Linked DNA regions of Gossypium hirsutum: region 1 is linked to region 2. The links are chromatin contacts, called in public Hi-C maps. All regions are on one chromosome and are shown on one strand. Each heading gives the region's core, a stretch centred on a gene start, on an enhancer-like site or on the middle of the called end of the contact. The rest is flanking DNA. Distances are from core to core; before and after follow the strand shown.

Evidence for each region. A called contact is a pair of places that touch in the nucleus more often than the background predicts.
Region 1: a contact with region 2 is called in a Hi-C map of leaf, with 1.6 times the contacts expected there. The contact joins the promoter of LOC121229089 here to the enhancer-like site in region 2. A contact is called at or near these places in 2 of 34 Hi-C or Micro-C datasets (both in leaf).

What each region holds. Positions count from the first base shown.
Region 1 is chrA05:36,124,455-36,130,636 of Gossypium_hirsutum_v2.1, reverse strand. It overlaps LOC121229089 (putative RING-H2 finger protein ATL21A), which reads right to left and starts at 2,720. Exons shown (of 1, transcript XM_041112320.1): 1 at 2,301-2,720. The coding sequence starts at 2,720. The coding sequence ends at 2,301. LOC107904350 (pullulanase 1, chloroplastic) reads right to left here. Exons shown (of 27, transcript XM_041112317.1): 23 at 5,664-5,752; 24 at 5,433-5,510; 25 at 5,137-5,275; 26 at 4,368-4,477; 27 at 3,840-4,272. The coding sequence ends at 4,062. LOC107904352 (rust resistance kinase Lr10) reads right to left here and starts at 2,297. Exons shown (of 2, transcript XM_016830697.2): 1 at 2,156-2,297; 2 at 802-2,056. The coding sequence starts at 2,198. The coding sequence ends at 963.
Region 2 is chrA05:35,789,381-35,795,394 of Gossypium_hirsutum_v2.1, reverse strand. It overlaps the pseudogene LOC107904362. Among protein-coding and RNA genes, the nearest start is that of LOC107903040, 11 kb to the left of the region's middle. Within about 2 kb of position 3,499, at least 6 of the 9 cell types and tissues checked have an H3K27ac peak or open chromatin away from gene starts, as enhancers often do. A contact at or near this core is called in leaf, where this site is marked.

The DNA of each region.
Region 1 (6,182 bases), core at 1,471-3,970, 340 kb before region 2:
ATGTGATGGATTAAAGTATAAATATGAAAAAGTTGAAGGATCAATAATGCAAATATCTTAAGGGTGGAAGAGTCTAGAAAATAAGGAAAATGGATGAATAAGGAGTAAATTAAATACATGGAGAAATTTGATAGACTAAATCACCATTTTACCAAATTAAGTGATGATGAGAATGGAATTTTTTTAAGGATTATTAAGGACAGAATGGTCAATTAAAATGAGAAAATTCTAGATTGTGATGATGAAATGGGAGATATTTTAATGATATTTTAAATTAATAATTAGATAAATACTATAATATTAATATTTTGTTATGAAAATGTTAGTATAAAAAAGAGAGGAAAGATGAAGAGAAATCATCATCCTTCCATGTTCCAACGTGAGTGAGAGAGGTAGAGAAGAAAATTTTGTTTTTATTACAATTTGGTCTTTCACCATAAAATCCATTTTTTCTCCCAAATTTCCTGAAAATTTCTATAGTCACCCAAAGGGAGAAGTGAAGTAGAGACATTAGAGAGTAAGAATATCATCTTGGAAGAAAGAAATTGGAAGTGGAACTGGAGAAAGTTGTGGAAAAAGTGAGGAGATTAAAGAGACAATATAAGTACTTCGATAATTTTAATTTATTTAATTTAAATCAAGAATAGAGTATGCTAAATTGGTTTAATTAATTGTGGATGTTCAAATATTATATATGAAATTAAATTAGTACAATGAAGTAGTAGAAAAAGGACTAAATTGTAAATTAGCATAAATAGGTTATGTGAATTTGAATGTTGAAAAGAGAATGTAAATAAAGTGTGATGAAATAGTGATGATATAAAAAGTGAATGAGTGGGAAAATTTCAAGTTACATTGAGTTTTTTATAATAAGGACTAAATTCTAAAGTGAACAAAAGTTTATGTACTCTTAATTTTTTATAATATAAGAGATCGGTTATTGGTTTGATATATACTCTTAATTATTCAGAAATATTTTGAAGCTCTCTGTTTATGGGCAGTTTAGCCCTCATTTCATCTTTAGAGGCAAAAGGATTTGGCGGTACTGTGAGATGCTCAACCTCTCCTTCCAACATTTGAACCACCGATTTCATTGATGGACGATCCACCGGATACCATTGGATGCTCCAAAGTCCAACAATTGTAAGCTTCTTTGCTATCTTATCATGCTCTTCGTTCTCAATGCTCATTCCCAACGCTTCACCTTTGTCCAAACGATTATAAACCCATTCTGGGAAGTAGACTTGGCTCATATGTTCCACTTTGACATCGATATTTTTGCGTCCTCCCACCATTTCCAGCAGCATCATTCCAAAACTATAAACATCTGATTTGTAGGATACGTTCCCAAAGTTCCTAGACAGCACTTCAGGTGCAATGTAGCCCATGGTTCCCCTTGCTGCTGTCATTGATACCGCACTCTGCTCTTTAGAACATAGCTTGGCTAACCCGAAATCAGAGATTTTCGGATTGAAGTGCTGGTCCAACAAGATATTGTGAGGTTTGATGTCGAAATGGAGGATTCTTTGCTCACAACCTTGGTGCAAGTACTCAATGCCTTTGGCAATGCCTAGAGCAATTTCGTGAAGCTTTTCCCAGCCCAGGAAATGATTCTCACCTTTGTCTCCGAATATGAACTTCTCTAATGACTCATTGGGTAAGTACTCGTAAACCAAGGCTCGATTATACCCGTCGGCGCAAAAGCCGACGAGACGAGTGACATTGACATGGTGGATTCGACCCATGGAGCTGACTTCGTTGATGAACTCTTCCCCATTTCCTTTGAAATTGTTAAGAAGCTTGACGGCAACGGAAACATCGTTGGAAAGTGTACCTTTGAAAACAGTTTCATAGCCACCTTGTCCCAGCTTTTCCTTGAAATCAAAGGTGATCCTCTTGATATCAGCATAGGAATATCGAGAGGGCTTGAGAGCTTTGTAATCTTCCAAAAACTGTTCGATTTTGCGCTGAGCGTCTTTCTCTTTTTTATGCAAATGGTGCATATATAGAACAACAGAAAGGCTGAGTGCAAGAAAAAAGGAACCGATACTTATACCTGCATTCAAATAACACCCACAGGGATCCATCCTTGTCAGATATATGTTTCATCATCATTACTTTCCATTAATTTTCTCATTAGATTACCCAAATGTACCTGAAATCATCAGCTTCGTTCTTGCACCTGCACACATCACCATTTTTAAACTTTATCAGCAGCATGCTTTGCTTCTGATTGAAACAACACTTCCTAGGAAAGCTTTAATTTGGTTAAACAAGCTGTTATCATTACTGTAGTCGGATTAGTCCTCATCGGAACATTCGAACAAAGTAAAGTTTCCCAGTTCGCTGTAATAATAACTGTCCGATAAGAGATTGAAAGGAGACAAAGACATTGTGAGATTTGGGAGCTGATTTTGGACGCAACCATCTTCAGCATACACTTGAATCATTTGCTTTACATAATCTATACGCTTCACCAACAACTTCACCGATTTGGGCAGCTCCAGCACCGTCTGGTTCTTGTTGTTGCAGGACAGGTTAAACCCTGGTGAGCCACAGCTTTCATGTTGCCGGCCTTTTAATTGGAAGGGGAACCGCACGGAGGGGGCGCCGCGTTTGCAGCTCATCGGCTGGCAACCATCTAGATAAGTTGAGGGTGGAGCAAGACCAACTGCTGCAGCACTGTATATCAAGAAGAAGTGAAAGATAATAATCACCATTTTAATACTTCTTTTTTGTGTGTAAACTGAGCAATTTTGGAGGTTGAACAATTAGTGGCCTTTTATTTTAATGTCGATCCATCACGGTGGGGACTGGGGAGACGACCGAAGTTTCCAAGTCAACTTTTGTTCCTATTTATTTTATTTTTAAATAATATTTTTAAGATAATATTCTCATCTCAAATGCTCAAATTAGTGAAAGCAATCTAAGATTAAGTATATAAAGTAAGAACATGTGCCATTTTCTCTTTGGTATCTTTTGTTCTATATTTTATTACATATATTTTTTTCTCAAGGAAAAAAAATAAAATAAAAAAATATAATATAATTAAGAAATAGAACAATTTCTCATAAAAAAATACTATCAGACTTATAGTATCGAAAACGATATTTTACAATACATAATTATCATGAATAAGTTTAATTTATTTTTTTTTACAACACGTTTAGATAATACATAATTACCAGACGTTTAAGTTTAGTTTAATCTTTTTCATAAAATTAATTAAGTTATTCTTTATTACCAATAAAAGGAAGTCCAAGAAAGTGAGTCATTTTTCTCCATGGATAAACTTCTTGTTTACTACAAAGTTCATTGAAGGTTCCTTTTTCCTTTTCAGTCGACTATACCTCCCAAGTGTTTTACGTGTAATTTTGACTTTGAACTTTTGATCCATTTAAAGAGAAAAAAATAACACGCTTTTCTTTTTATGCCAACTATACTCTAATGTAATAAATCAATGTTTTGATTTTTTTACTTTAAAATTTTATAAAATATATACAGAATAATTTGAATTTTTTTATTTAAGTTATTGAATTGTTAAAATTTAAAATTTATGTCATCAATCAAAGACTCTTTTATCATTTTTCTTTTTTATTATTAAATAACTTTCTTCTCTGATGTTTAACATTGACTGTCTGATCTTCAACATTATCCTTTTTCATAATAATCTATATAATTTTTATTGCATTGTGTCATTTTATGTATGAAATTTTTTTGTTGATGTCATATTTTTGTCTCATGTTCTTGTAGTTATGTTTTAGTTACTTTCCTGTCTCATGTTCATGTGATGCAATTGTATCATGTCCAAAATTACCAAGTTGACTTAAACCCCAAAGTTTGAAATAGAAAGATTTTACCATTCATATGTACTCATCAGTATCTACATTAAACACCAAAATCTTTACCAATCCTTATGCTATTTGCTTCGTTACCCTCACAGTACAGTAAGCAACCCAGTATTACCCATATAATATGGTATAGTTTCTGCATAAGGGAGAACCCTATGACTAGGCACCAAATTTTACAAAACAGATGACAAATTCAGCACCACAAACTTCTCATACCTTTCTAGGCTCAACAAATACAGATGTTGTCCTTGCAGGCACAGTGAAACACCCCGTGGATGCTTCATAGGATGACTTTTTGACTGTTTCATCAGTTGACGATACTTGAATGGGATGCAGTTGAAGAGTTCTTCCTCGCAGTGTAGGGCTACTGAATGATTCCTCAGTTGGACATGCATTGAAGACAACCACAATGTATGAAAAGCTGCAAATAACAAAGAATTACAAAACTACGATACACAATATCATCAATATTACAATATATGATTATATATTTTTATAAACATCATTAATACCCACACGGGATCTAACTGAGATAGCCCTGGGATGCCTTCATTACCATCTTCGATACTCATCACAATGAAGCCAGGGACACTTGATGGACCGGTGTTGTGGAACCGTACTCGTTCCTGGGAACATAAGCCTTGCCATTTCAATAGAGAGCAGAAAACGATATGTTTCTTTTGTGTAACTTTCACCTAATGTTACCTTTCAATAGATCCATTCTTAAAAAGACTAAAGCTAACAGGGGGAAGAAGGCGTTGGTCTTCAGCTTCAGAATGATGGGTTCGCAAGGTAACAAAGGGAAGCTGAATATTAAGCAGAAATGGGAAACCAATATCTAACAATACAAGGTATACAAAACACAAATCTAGATATAATGCATATAAAACCATTGATGCAGCATCAAGTCCAAATGACCAAGTTGCATTTCTGGAAACGTCAGCTGGAATAGTTTAGTTTGATCTACAATAGTGTAGGAAAAATGCATTTATCTGGGTTCTACTTTCACAATGACATAGGAAGAAATTGATTGAACTTTCGGAAAATTTACTACCCCGGCATGCATTCCTTTATCAACGCCACAAAAAGGTGAAAATGGCAAGGATCTCACATGAGTTCAGTCTGGTTATCAACAAAGATGTAGTTAACCTTGGTTTGACCTAAAACCGTTAACTTTTTTGTGCAGTTAACAAACAAAACTGTATCCTTGATTCAATTCCACAACAATGTCATAGAATCTCAAACTAAACCTTGTAAAGGCAAAGTCATAAATGGCTTTCCTCACCTGGATAGTATTTGCTGTCCTTAAACGGAAAAGAGGTGAAGAATACCGTATACGTAAGACATCCGTAAAGTTCTCTACAGCTGCAAGAATGTGACTCCTTTGAGGCTTGAAGGAGGGATCTGCTAGTCTTGGCTGTATCCTGCAACAACAAAACCCAAGATCATTAGGGATATCATACAACAAAATTCAGAAGTAGAATACTTGTGCACTAACTAGCCAAAAAGATATTTTAGCATCAAAAAGTGACCCCTGTTAACCAAAAAAAAAAAAAAAACAGAAAAAAAGATGATGCTTACAATGGCCAGCTGTTTTCATTTTTCTGTTTTGGAGGAAGCCCAACGCCCCAGTTGTTAGAATTGTACGTGAAGTCTAGTCTGGAAATTATGGCAAGCAAAAAATGAGGTTGAGGGGGCAACAACTTTTTGAGAATATCATCATTGATATAATTGACTATCATTTTTTTCAGAAAGAGAGTCAAATTTTGAAATAACAAGTAGAAAGAAAACTTGTAAAATGGAAAATCAGACCTATTGAACCAATCACCAGAGTTGTATGAATCACGATCAAGTGATTTTGAGCGAAGCATTTCATCCCCAGCATGAAAAAATGGTATTCCCTACAATTGTACAAAACAAAATAAAACAAAAAGCAACAGTACAACATCAAATCGTCAGCAAATGGAGCAGTGATCATCATAGATTATACTAAACCGTTTGCTTGATCCTTAAAAGTTACAGACTTCATTGCTACAAAATGAACCAAACTCATCTAAAACAGTAGAGGATAAAGACCAAAGGGTTTAAAACAACTAAGGTTCACAGAGAGAGAGAGTAAACATATGTACTTCAGTTTTGTATCATCTATTTTTATATAATTTTAGGAGCTTATTTTATTTATTTATTTATTGTGCAAAACGAGATAAACCAGACATTTATTTAAATACTGGTATCTTGACCTGATTGTGTTTTAGACTATGGGATCAAAACTAGATTTGTATCTGATAAATATAAACGCAATCATGTGTAGGGAATCAATAGCTTCACTTC
Region 2 (6,014 bases), core at 2,250-4,749:
AACAGTTCATACACGATGACAGTGGATTCATAAGTTAATTAGGAGTAGTAATCTGATATAAACAATTGAATTGGGTGCCTTCAAAGACAATCAAATGTGGAACCATGTTTGAGAAGGGAGATTTAGGATTTTCTATTTAATTTCACAAGTTCTGCACCTCCAAGAAAAGCACGAACTAAGGAAAAAACTCAATTTATGAGCTCCCTCATTCATACAACGAAAAAAGGGGGAAGTTACGAAAACAAGAAGAAATCCATACAAACACGAGTAAGATGTGCTTACACAACCACGAAATTCAGCACGATGAACAGTTCCAAAAGAACCTGAAAAGCATTTATTAGCATCCTTAATGTATGATCTTTGAACATACCATAAGATAAAATACAATGCACTTCTTGAATGAGAAATAAGCAGTGTCCAATGTTACTAAATCATGCAGTTTTTATGTTCTTCAGAGTTTAAAACATCATATACCTGCTCCAATTCTCTCTTTTAAAACAAGTTCGCTCCAAGGAATATTCAGATCTTCCTGGTCAAAGCTCATTACTGGATCATCTGATTGCTTGAAGTTAATAGTACATTGCATTGGATCTGAGTATGGAAAAGCTTGATAAACATCTTTGTGCATGTGAGATGTAACAGAACTTGGCAGAGGAGGACATCTGATCAAGTGTGTTGGGTTGATGGCTTTTGGCAACAAATTTGAAGAGTTCAGCATCTGAAGATCTTTATCACAGCCAATATTCCACAAAGTGCTCTGGTGCAGAGGTGAAAGAGAAGATTCTTTGTTGTTGCTTAAGGTGGAAAAGTGGCTGTTCTTGTTAAAGTAGTTTCTATCAAATGCTTTCCTAGGCTGTGGACCAGTTTGCTCATTTTTATTGCTAGCATTGTCTGCAGTAATCAAAGACCAGAAAAATTGTCAAAACCATGTATTGGGCGGTAGTTAATTTCTCAAGCAAGCTCAATTTATCACTTTTTTAGGTCGTATTCGACATGCAATTCTAAGAAACCATTTTGAACATCAAAACTATTGAACTTTAGCAATTGCAACTTCAGGGGGTTAAAGAGTGAATGAGATAGCGAATAATATATATATAGATAGATAGATAGATATTTGACTGAAAAAGCACTTCTTCAATTCAAGTACTTGTCCTCAAATATTTGACTATAAAAAAAAATACATCAAGCACATCGTCTTTTTGTAAGTGCACGAATAACTTAAGAGAATAACCTGAGGAAGCATCAACGCAAGCATGTTTATGGGATTGATCATCAATGAAATAGAGTTTGGCCAATGTCTTGATGTTTGTAGCAATCTCAACCGGTTTAAATCTTGGATGACACAGCGGTGAAGAAACTAAAATTGATGAAGTACCATTGAGTGAGGAATCAGGCTGACTTAAGGCTCCTGGCTCCTCAAACAAATCAACCAAATATTCCCTGGAAATTTGCATGTTAAAGCATGGAATGAGAGGAAAGGGAGCTGGATCTTCTCAATAATAGCTTCATAGAGTTCTAACTTCAAAATAAAATGCCAACAAAAAAGTCTAACTACTTTATAAGGATCAATTTGAGACATTAAAAATTCATCATTCAATAAGCTTTCAATTTGAAAAAATTTGACACATAACCACCTAAATAAAACCTATGTACATTCCAATAAACACTTGTGAAGCGTGAGAGTCAATTCCAATTTACCTGTCAGGACCCAACTGCACAAGACAGGATGAAGCATCTTCCCTCCTGCAATATTTGCAACCCTTTGTGATGCGACATGGTAGATTAACCAAGTCTGCTAATATCTGCAAAAGTTATAATTTGACAACGTTTTCCGTTCTATAAGCATTTTGATTAACAGCCACTCAGAAATAAAACATCGACTGAAATTAACCAATACGTACTCAAATATATGTATGTATACACACATGAAATGATAGCTAGCTTGTATTCAGAGATATACCTTAAACAGTAACACACGATGGACGCAAAGGCCAACAGATAGGCTTCCAATTGGAAATACAATAGAGCCTGAGCAGTTTTTCAGAACTTCGGTGCACTCCTTCCATTGTCTATAAACATCTTCTTCAGAAGAAGCTGCACCCCTGTCGGTAACAACAAAACTTTATTCCTAAGAGATATGACATAAAACCATTGAATCTAAAACTGATGCAAAATGAAGAACATGCATACCCCATTTGGTTACAGACAAGACATGCTAGCCGATTAATTGCATCTTTTGTGCTGATCCAGCTGCTAGATATTTTGAGAACCCAATTTTGAAGTTCCTTCAAACTAGGATCCCTTATTCTATCAATCAGAACAACAGTAATAGACAAATCAGCATGCGGATCAATGGCCCTCAATGACTCGATGGAGGGCATCAGGCCAATCTCTCCTTGATCAGCACTTAAGGTCCATGCATAAGGATCCATCCCATTGACTTGGTAAAATCCATCTGGAAGTCTATCAAAGTAAGACAGAATGCCATTTACCTGAACCAAAGGAAATCAGAGTACCTTAGAAATTCTTCATATGAATCATTAAACTTGTTTTCTGAACTTCTTCAGTCATTGGGATGTAAAATTCATCAACCACCAAGAAAAATAATCCAGAACTACTTTTTCCAACATAAAATACTATTTGCCTGCTTAAACTTGATGAAAAATGTTTTTATTACCATTACCAAAAATATGGTTTCATAGAAATATTCTAAATATAAACACATTGTTCAACCAACAAGAGATAAACATCACAAAAACTATGAAGGACATGGTCACTCAGATTTTTAATTCCAAAAAATTATAAACATGAAAACTTGAACAAAATGGCCAAGTGAAATTGCAGAAACATTATAAATAGAAAATCCAATATTTAATGTATACGACACAGACATTATCCTCATAATCATGGAAAACATAGTAACATAAATTAAATCATCAACCATAAAGCATAAAACCCTTTACTAACCAACAATTCAAGGACAAAAAGAAGTAAACTCAAAGAAACAGAAAAAATGAAGTGATACCCAGAATCGATGAGACACATGCTGAGGTGAAGAAGAAGAAGAAGAAGAAGAAGAAGAAGAAGAGGAAGAGGAGGAGGAAACTCTGTTGGTGTTAGCATCAGAATTGAAATCCAAGAAGTTGGAATCAACAGCAGAAGCAGCCAGCGAAGAAACCCGCAAAGCCAGCGCCAACTGCAATTGGTAACTCTCTTCGGTCTGCTGAGCCCAGCTTCTATTGAAGGAGGCCATCATTTCCGGCTCCAAACCATTCAGTTGGATTTGTAATCTGCAAGTGTTGTCAGATTGATTCCCATACATTGTTTTTTCATTTTCTGAAGAGAATTCACAAAGGAATGGAAATGGAAGTTCGTAAGAAAAGGACAAGTCTGAAACAGGGAATTTTGTGTAAGGTGATTGGAGAGGGCAGTGGGACAAGCAAAAGAATGAAAGGGACGGCCATTTAATATAATGGAAAGTGGGGAGATTCACTGAACTTGGGTTTGTTTTATTACAGGTGGAAACTCTCTCAAAAAGATGATGATTTTGGTTCGTTGAATGTAGATTCCCGGTAATCTGTCCGTATAGTTTGGATTTTTTTTATTTAAAAAAAAAGTCAATTTCCACTCAAATTCAATAAAATTTGTTCAATTTTAATATAAGGTTAAAATTTAGGAAACATTGCTTGCTTGGCATAGTTAGATATATGCCATTTGGCATCTTAATAAATAATATTAATAATCAAAATTAATATCCCATTATTTAATTGATATATTCATAAAGAATCAAAGATTTCATCCCATAAATTAAGTTAAATTTGATGAATTTAAACAAAAGTACGTTCAAATATACTCACTCAAATAAATATATTAAATATTAATACGAATAATTAAAAATCTTTATGCGGTCAATTTGCATTTAAATAATTAAAATAAATATGATTTCTTAATTATACAATCAATCAAAAAAGTGATAGGTACATTGCATTCTCAATTGAGAAAATATAAGATCGAATGTTGAAAATAATATTATTGAGAGAGATAATCATAAATTTCAAATATAATAAAATAAAATAAACTAATTTTATATAATTATAATAAAATATTATATAATTCATATTGAAAAAATATGATGACACAAAAACAATTATGTAAAGCAGTTATGAATGTACTAAAATTAATATTAAAAATCACGTACAAATATTTATTTTAAATTTAATTAGCATGAAAAATTATCGGTAATGACATGATATCAACATAATACATATAATATGCAAAAATATGCTATGAATTGAAACGTAAAAAACAATTACAATACAAAATAAAAATAACATAAATTTATATGAATATATGATTGTTTTTACCCTTTTAAATAATGTGGATCAATATTTTATTTTATAAAATCAATTTTTTAACGTGAATACAATATTAAATTAATCTATACTTATATACGGGTGTTCAAACTTCGGTTAAAATCGAATTAATCGATTGAATCGATCTAATTCGGTTAAAGGATTTTTGGAATTTTAATTAACAGTTAATTCGGGTTGAAATCAGGTAATTAACTGGACTTAATAAATAATATTATATATTTTATGTATTAGGTGATTACTAATTTAGTTAATTCAGTCAAATGAACATTTTTTATTTATTATTTGTTATGTTTTATACTTGTTTTAATAAAAACAAAACAAAATGTATAAATTTCGATTAATTCGATTAACAGGCCAAATTAACGTCCCTAATTAAAGGAATGTTGAAAGGATGTTTCTTCTTAAGACACTTGGCCCATACCATCAGCTCTTTCTTCTTTTGATTTTTCATTTTATAAAAACTAATTAAGTTTTAATTTTGGTCCTTTTAATATGTTTAAATTTGAGATTTAATCATATACTTTAAATTTTAACATAATTTGGTTTGTATATTTTTATAATTCTATTAATTAGTTGAAATAGTTAAAATCGTTAGATTTTCAATTAAAATATTATGTGGTTATATATAATTTAAAAACAGACTTTTAAATCCATAAAGTTGAGAGATTAAATTCTTAAAAGTAAAAATTGGAAGACTACATTCCAAATGTACAAAGTGTAGAGACTTAGAGTTATGGTTTTTGAACCAATTAGACCAACCGGAGTACCAGCTTGAAGAGAGGCATCAAACTAATTGACCTACAAATCGATACATAAAATAGGATATGACAAAACTAAAATATAACACGACACAAAAATAAAACATAAATTCATGAATGTGTTAATTATTAATTCACAAAAATTATATTAAAAGTTACAAAGATATAAATGTTTTTAAAATTAATTTGTATGATAAATAATGATATGGATTAGATAATGACCTCACTATTCTTTTTTATAAATTAAATAACAATAACAAATTATACGTACATAATATGAATTAAAGATAATACGAACATAAAAATAATACATGAGATAAATAAAATTTCAAATAAACAAATATATGGCATAAGCACAATATGCAAAACCAACATAATACAAATAAATATGTCAAAATGTATTTAATTTATTAATACGTAAATATATATATATTTATAATAATAAATCTGCAATATTTTAAACATACAAAAATTTTTATTTTTTATTAAATTGTATATATTATATATATTAGCAAATATATCTTAATTACATTCATATAAATATATTTATATGTAAATATAATTTTTAAATTTATTAATTAGGTTTTATAACTTAATTTAATGATTACATTTTAATTTTAAATGCAATTATAGAAAAATTAAAATAGTTTTTTTTAACTCAAAAGCCTTCCTTTTTTATTGAAGAATAGAACAAAGAAAAACAATAACCAAGGAAAACACTAAAACGAATCATTCAGTCGTGGGATTTTGACTGATAGTTGCTCAAACAAGATCATTAACAATACTGAATAGAGAGCAACCAAACAAGAACTGGAGTCATCAGAACACAAATCCTCACAACCCTTCGAGGAAAACCAATAATTCTATGGAGGTTCATGAAGAC